3 separate regions of the Danio rerio genome follow, and regions 1 and 3 are each linked to region 2. A link is a contact called in public HiChIP or PLAC-seq and Micro-C data. All regions are on one chromosome and are shown on one strand. The core of a region is the stretch at or near the end of the contact, and the rest is flanking DNA. Distances in the headings are between cores, read along the strand shown. Region 1 holds the start of smx5. Region 2 holds the start of sap130a (Sin3A-associated protein a). Region 3 holds the start of im:7152348.

What was found. A called contact is a pair of places that touch in the nucleus more often than the background predicts. HiChIP or PLAC-seq counts read pairs in DNA pulled down with a chosen protein or histone mark.
Region 1: a Micro-C map of caudal fin shows a contact between it and region 2, with 12 times the contacts expected there. The contact joins the promoter of smx5 here to the promoter of sap130a in region 2. A contact is called at or near these places in 2 of 18 Hi-C or Micro-C datasets (caudal fin and hematopoietic stem cells) and 1 of 4 datasets of contacts at active chromatin or transcription factors (embryo).
Region 3: an H3K4me3 HiChIP or PLAC-seq map of gastrula embryo shows a contact between it and region 2, with 6 times the contacts expected there. The contact joins the promoter of im:7152348 here to the promoter of sap130a in region 2. A contact is called at or near these places in 2 of 18 Hi-C or Micro-C datasets (caudal fin and an unstated tissue) and 1 of 4 datasets of contacts at active chromatin or transcription factors (gastrula embryo).

The regions. Positions count from the first base shown.
Region 1 is chr6:30,702,453-30,705,339 of GRCz12tu, forward strand. smx5 reads left to right here and starts at 1,458. Exons shown (of 5, transcript NM_131496.2): 1 at 1,458-1,536; 2 at 1,953-2,020; 3 at 2,133-2,163; 4 at 2,256-2,315. The coding sequence starts at 1,534. The region is part of intron 1 of LOC141386287; the gene reads left to right. It also overlaps a transcript of lpp not described here.
Region 2 is chr6:30,516,708-30,519,536 of GRCz12tu, forward strand. sap130a (Sin3A-associated protein a) reads left to right here and starts at 1,527. Exons shown (of 21, transcript NM_001098777.2): 1 at 1,527-1,589; 2 at 2,358-2,467. The coding sequence starts at 1,546. All of the region lies in intron 1 of LOC141386287, which reads left to right. The region is part of intron 1 of LOC141386289 (a long non-coding RNA gene); the gene reads right to left.
Region 3 is chr6:30,381,269-30,383,985 of GRCz12tu, forward strand. im:7152348 reads right to left here and starts at 1,394. Exons shown (of 4, transcript NM_001326424.1): 1 at 1,256-1,394. All of the region lies in intron 1 of LOC141386287, which reads left to right.

The DNA.
Region 1 (2,887 bases), core at 208-2,707, 190 kb after region 2:
CTTATCATCAGGGTTGGGCAAAAACATTTAAATATATTTTAAAATAAAATACCAAAAACCATAAGTTTAAGTATATCAAAATAAACTACAAAATACCTCAGCCACAAAATGTATCAAAATAAAATACAGTATTTTTGTATTTTAAAAAATTCTACAAAATATTTTTAAATAGGAACATGATATTTGTTGGCAAACCTTTCATTAATAAGCCCATTTGATCAGTCCCTTCACCATTAAACTGATTCTTTAATACTCAGTGTAAAAACATGATTTCTGAAACTTTCAAAAAATTATCTTTTTTTGCAAATAAACTTTTCATATATTATATCATGTTCCTTCTGTATAACCTGTCAGAAGTTTTTAATTATTAAATGTGCGTTTCTCATGTTGTCACTTTTACATGTTTAGGCATACAGTACATCTTTCTTTTTCATTAACAGTACAGTGCATCTGCAGATCAACTACTGGCATTTGAAACAGCATCGGAATCGCCACTCATTTATTCATTCATTGTCTTTTCGGCTTAGTCCCTTTTGTAGGACTTATTGTAGGACTTATTGTTATGTTGTTTGTTTCAGTGACAAACATTTAGCATCAAAGTATTTTACAATATTTTAAACTACAAAAATAAAAGACATTAATGTATTTTTAATACAAAACATTAAGCCATTTCCATCAACCCTATCATAAATACTGCCCATCCCTGCTTATATTCATTCTAGGTAATTTTCAGAATGCTTGCTTTTAAAAACAGGAGAATGCATATTAAAGCATAATGTTATAAGAAGGCTCTATATGTTTAGGAACATTTATCTTTAAATTATAGAGAATCCAAAATCCATTTTTATTTTCAGAAATGTTGAAAACTTGTAAGCACTGACATTCATAGTATTTGTTTGTCATACTATTAAAGTCAATGGTTACAGGTTCCCAACGTTCTTCAAAATATGGAAAGATCAAGATGGTTTTAAACAAGTAAATTGATTAAATTGGCTGAATTTACATTTTTTGGATGCACATAAATACATAATCGTGAAAAACATTATAATCATTAGCATGTCGTGGAGGTTTTGTTTTGTTTTACAATATAGCGTTTTGTAAGTGGACTGCTTTTTTGTTTTATAAATGGGGATAACGCAGAGGATTAACCTGAGCCCTGGACTGTGCTTTATTATTATTTGTCTCCATCTGCTGACGAAAGAGGGAATTGCCAGAAAAGAGGAGCCATGTACGTGTATCAGCAAGCTCTGTGTCAGACATGTCATGTACCTCTTCGGGCATAAAGTTGACTGTTTTAAGAAAATATTTCACATCCATTGAACATGCGCCTTTTAATCTCTTTTGTGTGATGAACGATTGCGGAATAATTTACTGAGATGAGTACAAATGACGCAAAAACAGAACAAAACGCCAACAATTTCGCGACCAATGGGATTTTTACGTCTTCATTCTTCTAGCCAATAGAAGCACAGAGTGAAAGACCCGGCAGCTTTTTGATGACGTATGTGATCTAAAGCACAAAGCCGCGTGAAAATGGTAAGTGTTGTTATTTAGCAATATCATACAGTAATTTACGTTTAAGGAATTAATAAACGTGCTACGACCATTTGTTTAACATATTTAGGTTTTTTTGACCACTGTGTTCGCGAGAAAGACAAACAATGCTTCATGCTAACAGCTAACGCTAGCTTTCTTCATAGCCAAATAAAACAACATTCTCAAGCAAGGATTATCCCCTTAATTAAATGCCCAACAGAAACAACTCTGGCTGACTCCTATTATATTAAAGTCTTGGTATTTCATTTGCCTGCGTAATTTAGAAAGCAGTGTTATTTGCTGTTGACATTTCTCATTTGGTCTGTTGATAAAACTTGATTCAATCGTTTTATCGATGTCTTATTTGCTGTCCGCCTCATATTTTGAGAGTAATTCCTTCAAATGTTTATTCTCAGCTCTTCTACTCGTTTTTCAAGTCTTTGGTTGGCAAAGATGTTGTGGTGGAGCTCAAGAATGACTTGAGGTGAGTGCTCACCTTTCTTTTACAAATATTATATATATAATTAGAAATTGAATATACATATTTTATAATGTATGTGCCAGCTCGTAAAACTATGAACACATCTATTTTGCAGCATATGTGGAACATTACATTCAGTTGATCAGGTACGGAAACTGACTCCACACGTTTATTAATATAAACAAATATTGGGCGATTTAGGATTAAGTTAATCTTGTCATTTGTTCTTCCCTCACAGTACCTGAACATCAAACTGACAGATATCAGTGTTACTGATCCAGAGAAATATCCGCACATGGTGAGAAATGGATGAAATGAAAATTACACTCATAATCTTGGGTCTAATATCTTTATCAATGTCATGGAATTTTAAAAGGTTCATTTCAGACATTGAAATTTAGGAAATGTTGATATATTTTTGTCAGATTCATGGAATAACAGGGATTTTTTGTTTGTTACTTTACATTTTAGCTTTTCTTTATTAAAATATATTTGATATTTACAGCCATGCAAACCGCAAGTATTTTTTTTTTATATTAAGTAAATTATCATTTGTTGTTCTCATAGTGGCTATTAAATGAATGTAATAAAATGGCTAAAACCATTTCAATATATTTTTAATTTAATATTACAATTTTTTATAAGCACTACAGAAGCCTGTTATGTTCATGTCATGGTTGATATATTGGTTTATGGTAAAAGTACAGAAATTAATACTATGAAAAATCTGAAAATAGCAAGTGTAGGACCAATTTATTTTAAAGAATATTCAAAATAAAATTTTTTTTTGAATACTAAGTCATCTTTATTTTTTGAAATATGCAATAAAATATTTTCAGATTCTCATATAACATTGCTTTGGTTTTATTG
Region 2 (2,829 bases), core at 277-2,776:
TTTTCTTACTACTATTTACTGTGTGTACTGTTTTTTTTATTATATATGTATATATGCATGATTCTAACTGCTGATAGTGCTTCTTGTAAAAAAATATATTTTTTCAAGATATTTTTATTGTAATATATACATTCTGTAATATTTACTGTAATATATACATAAATAAGTAAGGAACACCTATGTTTGCTGGTGTTTACAGTAAATCTAGCGGTGATTCAGTTAGTTCCCCTCCCAGATTCTGTTAAGCAGTGCCATCTGGTGGTGGTGGGCATAAAAGCAATCATTTTCAATGTGGATTACAATTTTTTTTAATTTAAAGGGATAGTTCACAAAGTTGATTTTTAAGTCTTAATTTATCCAAGTCAGTTATTATCTATAGCATGACAGGAAATATCAGTTTGCGTTAATTCCAAACATTGGTTTCTTGAAATGAGGAGGCAGCGCTGCTGATATGTTGGCTTTAGACTGTCTGTGACCTCAATCAAGATTGACCAATAATAGAATATTGGGAATTCATCCCAGAGCGAAGATGCTGCTGAGCTACAGAGCTCAAAACCGTTCAACTCGTAAGCAACGATTTTAGATCCGCGAAAAAAAAAAAAAAAAAAAAAAAAGATATAACAGAAAGCAAAATGAATTAGACAATGAAACACTTGGTGGTAACTGCATAAAATGTCAGTAGATTACTTTTGTAGAGCAAATGTTTTGCACTATGAAATTTTTTTTTAATTAAATGTTTTTATTTTATTTTATTTTATTTTTTATTACAATAATGTACCTAATTTTGGTCAAAACCTTTACACGTTTGTTTGAATAGACACAAAATCCCGACATTCGTTCAAAAATTTTCAATGCGCAAGCAAAACAACTTGCAACATCTAGATTTTGATTGGATAATAAAGAAACAAATCTAATTCCATGCTGAAATAGTCTCCTGTGAACAATATTGTGCTCTTAGCCGCATGAAAAAACAACCCACAATGTTTTACAAACACGAAGCATTACAATAACTTGAGCTCTTCGCTTACAGAGTCCCGTTATAATTAAGGAAGTTGACTGAACTCCCTAGAGCTTTGGACAAAAAATAACAAATAAATAAATAAATAAATAAATAAATAAATAAATAAATAAATAAATAAATAAATAAATAAAATAACAATCAACTACTAAATTATTAATATTTATTTTGTAATGGCTTATTTTCAATTATCATGTGAAAGCATACTCATAATATTTCTTATTTATTTGTTTAGTTGATGAATTTAGCTTTTTCAAATGTAGGTAGGCTACATGGTCTGGAAAACACTAAATAAAATTTCCCAAAAAATATGTTATTTACATAGGCTATTTATTTTTTATTTGTATACATTTTTGCTGCATATTTTCCTCACTGTAACTGGAATCATCATTATTAGTTGTTAATGATGATTAAAATAATTTGTTTACAAATAGAAAAACATAGATAAAAAAAAAACGTGGACGCTCTAGTGAGGATTTTATTTTGAAATGGGTTGCGCCGGTCCGCCATTTTGTACTTTTTAGTTGATGCAGTATTCACACTATGTTGTGGGAATAGCTTCAGATATACGGTAGTAGTATTTACAATGTTTCTTGTCTTTTGCTTTAATAAGTTCTGTTTGTATTTGTAGCACGTTTACATATTGTTATAATGCAACAACATTGGTGTTTTGTGCATGAAACTTGCACTTTGTAAACAAATTCACATTAGCTTTTGTAAACCAGCAGTGGAACAGTGAAAAAAATAAGGCTTTTGTTTTGATCTGTAACATTTCTTCTTTTATTATAGCTGTTTGTATGATTTTCTACTGCATCCCGTTCGGTCTGATGAAAAAAGCAATAATACGCCAAAAGTGACAGTTATTGACATTAGCTAGTGTTTATCGCGCATTTAACGTTAGTAATTATTATGTTTAAAGTCGGATTATGTTTAATTATTTACGAAATAAAGGCGAATGGAGATGCATTTTATCTGTTTGTGATGCATCGATTGTAGTTTTTTGTTGGTTTATTTCGATCGTGTTTTTGTATGCGGACACATGATCATACATGTGCTTTACTCTGTTGTTGTGTTGAGTTTGGATCTCAAACATTGCCCCTGAACGAGGCCACAAACGCTCATTTACAACCAGCCCTAGTTAGACACACAATAATAAAAATCAAATCGGAATAATTAGGATTGAATAGTGCAGGCGGGTTGGAAGTAAACTGTCGGGCAGTGGCCCTCAAGAAGTGAGCTCACGTATATGTTCTTAAGCACACTGAGTGTAGCTCTTTTTGAAGTATGATGTATTCAGTGGACTTCAAGACTGCGCTTGTTGTTTTTTCTTGGCTGACAGACAGAAGATGAGTTCTCAGCAGTTTCCTCGAGCTGCTCTGCCTCCCTCTGCTGCTGCTGCTGCACCGGGTCAGGCTTCCGCAGACAGCAGCGGTACAGGAACACATTCAGGTAGGTGGATAGTGATACACCACTCCAATTATTTGCTCATAGTAATAATGTTCTAATACTAAGTTAGAAGTAATGTGTTGCACATATATATAATGGTTAAGCAAAGTTTTTTTAACACGCAGTTGTTAATTCGGAACAATTTATTTATGCTCATCATAATTTTAGAGGGTTCCTATTTTGCCGCTTTTTAACAAAAAAAAAAAAAAATAGACATTTGGTTTCTGCAGCATGTGTTTGAAAAGTGTCATCTCAAAATTACAACAACATACAAAAGTAGTTTCCCATAAATGTATGTCAAAAAAGGATACATATTTTCATCTCAAATTTAGCCAAGTGTTATCCTTTTTTTTTTTTTTTTTTAC
Region 3 (2,717 bases), core at 144-2,643, 140 kb before region 2:
TGTGAACAGACTTTGAAAAGCTTATACTTGTCCACTTTTGACCTTTTTGATCCAGTTTACAACTGTTATTAGTCAAAGATGGAGACCACTATTGTTCTTATTCTAACAACCATTAAACTACATCAAACCAGGATTGTAATTGAATGTGTTTACGTACAGTACGCTTTCTTGTCCCAAATATGTTTAATAATTTGCAAAATCATGGGGTCACAAAAATGCATTACCCCATTTTTATCAAACAGCTAAATCTCATTGTACATGTACATTGTACTAGGCTCCAGTGTTTTGTAAATCTTCTCCTGAGGTCCACATTAGCAAAGAAGAGATGATGACTGAATATTCATATTTGGGTGAACTACCCCTATTAGCTTAGCAAAATGACAGTTGGAATCTTCAAGCAGATGGCAAAGCTGTCGCTAGCTCGGCCCCCACAGCCCATTCATCCTCATAGTATTCTCCTCTAATGCTGCAGACCACCTGTTAGTCCAGAATATTATATGATTTAATTTGACCTTTAAGTGTTGACCTCTGCCCTCTCTCTGAGTACTAACGCAGACAAAAACAACACTGAACAAAAAAGATCACCAAGGTCTCGTGTTTCTGCAATCTTGGGAAAACATCTACAATTTCAGCTCACAAAAAAATCTGTTTATATTTCAGGAGACTTTCAGGACATCTGTTTATATTTTCAGGAGCTCTTACATAATATTGCATTTAGTTTAGTTGTCTTGTTGGTGATGGTCAGGTAAAATATTATATGAGGGACATCCTAGTCAAAGTATAACTTGACTGTCCATCCATTTGAACAGTTTGTTCTTTCTGTTTCATGTCAAACAACAGTGCACAAGATTAATCATTTTCCAGGGACTATATTTAATCACAATTGAAACAAGACAATAATGAAGCAATGACATATGAATATTCAGATAATAAATAATCAATTACTCTTGCCCTAAAAGTTCTAAAACTGTTAGAATAACACTAAACAAGAAAAACATTTCAGTAATGCAGTAAGAAATGTATTTTTTTAAATAAGTTGAAATGTTATGTAACTTTGTTTCTAAAGACAAGTGTATCTTCTTGTAGGGTTAAATTGATGTTTTCCTGTTTTAAAACTGAAACAAAATACTGAGAAGTTAAGATTCTCTGCCCTATGACTAAAAATCCTATCATTTAAATTCATTTAACTAAACAATGTAGCAAAACTTCAACTCAGTCCAGGTTTTAAAGGAAGGAAATCAAGAAATGTACTTACAGAAGGCTGAATAGCAGTGCTCCAGTTCTCTGTGTGGACTGCTGCAGATCTTTGTCAGAAGATTAACGGCTCTGAGTGAGAATTAATGGGTGTGTGAATAAGAGCAAACCGGCTCTGCTGTCAGTGTGAGTAACCGGCGTGTGTGTGAGTTTGTGTTTAAAGTGGCTGTGGCGTTGTGGGGGAGGAGATTTCTGCCCTTCTCCTCCCCTTTTGGCACACAAAGCAAGACCCCTAGTTATTCAGAATTTGCGTTTTAGAGGATTACATAACAACTGGGAAGTTCTGGGAAATCTGTTCAGAGATGACGAACTTGTGGAAGAAACTATCAGCGCAGAAGAAAACCCCTAGGGGAGAACTCACAGTGGTACACTGGAAAAGCAGTCTGTAAAATTAGAAATACAAAGACTAGGTTTTGTAAACTTGACATTTCTTGTTAACTCTCTTTCAGAAGGTCATCGAGTGGCTTTTTAGACACAACTGAATGGAATGCAGGAAGTGGTTGATAACATCCTTGGGTCATTCCTTTCATCCTCTGAAGATTCAAATTAGCCCAATATGTACACGTACACGTCTTTAAAAGTTATAGCCTTTCAGTCGTTTTTCTCATGAGCTATAAGCCTAAAATACTGGAAAACACATTTACTTTTTAGTCATTTTGTATTTAATCAATTCCCACACACTCAGCTAACTTTATGATGAGTTATGATGAGTTATGATGATATATGATTTTAACACGTCCCAGTGATGGGTTGCAGCTGGAAGGGTATCAGCTGCATTAAACATATGCTGAATAAGTTGGCGGTTTATTTCGCTGTGATGACCCCAGATTTATAAAGGGGCTAAGCTGAAAAGAAAATGAATGAATGAATGAATGAATGAATGAATGAATGAATGAATGAATGAATGAATGAATGAATGAATGAGTTATTTAATTAATTAATTAATTAATGATTTTTATACAAGACTCTACATTCTTCTCTGTGATCCTATTTTTTTTTAAATGTGTTATCAAATTATGATCTTTCTAACTATGACTGAGGAATATACTAAGAATATAAAATAAGAAGTATATGTAATAATAATTTAATATTTTCATGAATACTCTAAAATAAGCTAGGCTGAAAAATCACCCAACATTCAGCTGCTGGTTAACTATGCAACAAAGCGCGTATGGGTTGTTTTGACCGAAGTGCTTAATCATTTAGCCCAGAATGCTGGGTTGTTTATTTGACACAACTGGTGGGTTAGGTTAACATTGGGTTTTTTGTTGTCTTATTGCCTTGCTACCTTTATATTGACCAATATCACTAATAGTAAATAACAATCACTAATTAATGAAAAATGAATATTATTTTTTTAATTTATAACATAACACAAAAATGCAGATCTAAATCAATTTGATTATTTTTCACCCAATATTTATTGTGCTCAACAGTCACATATTTTGTTCACACAATGGATT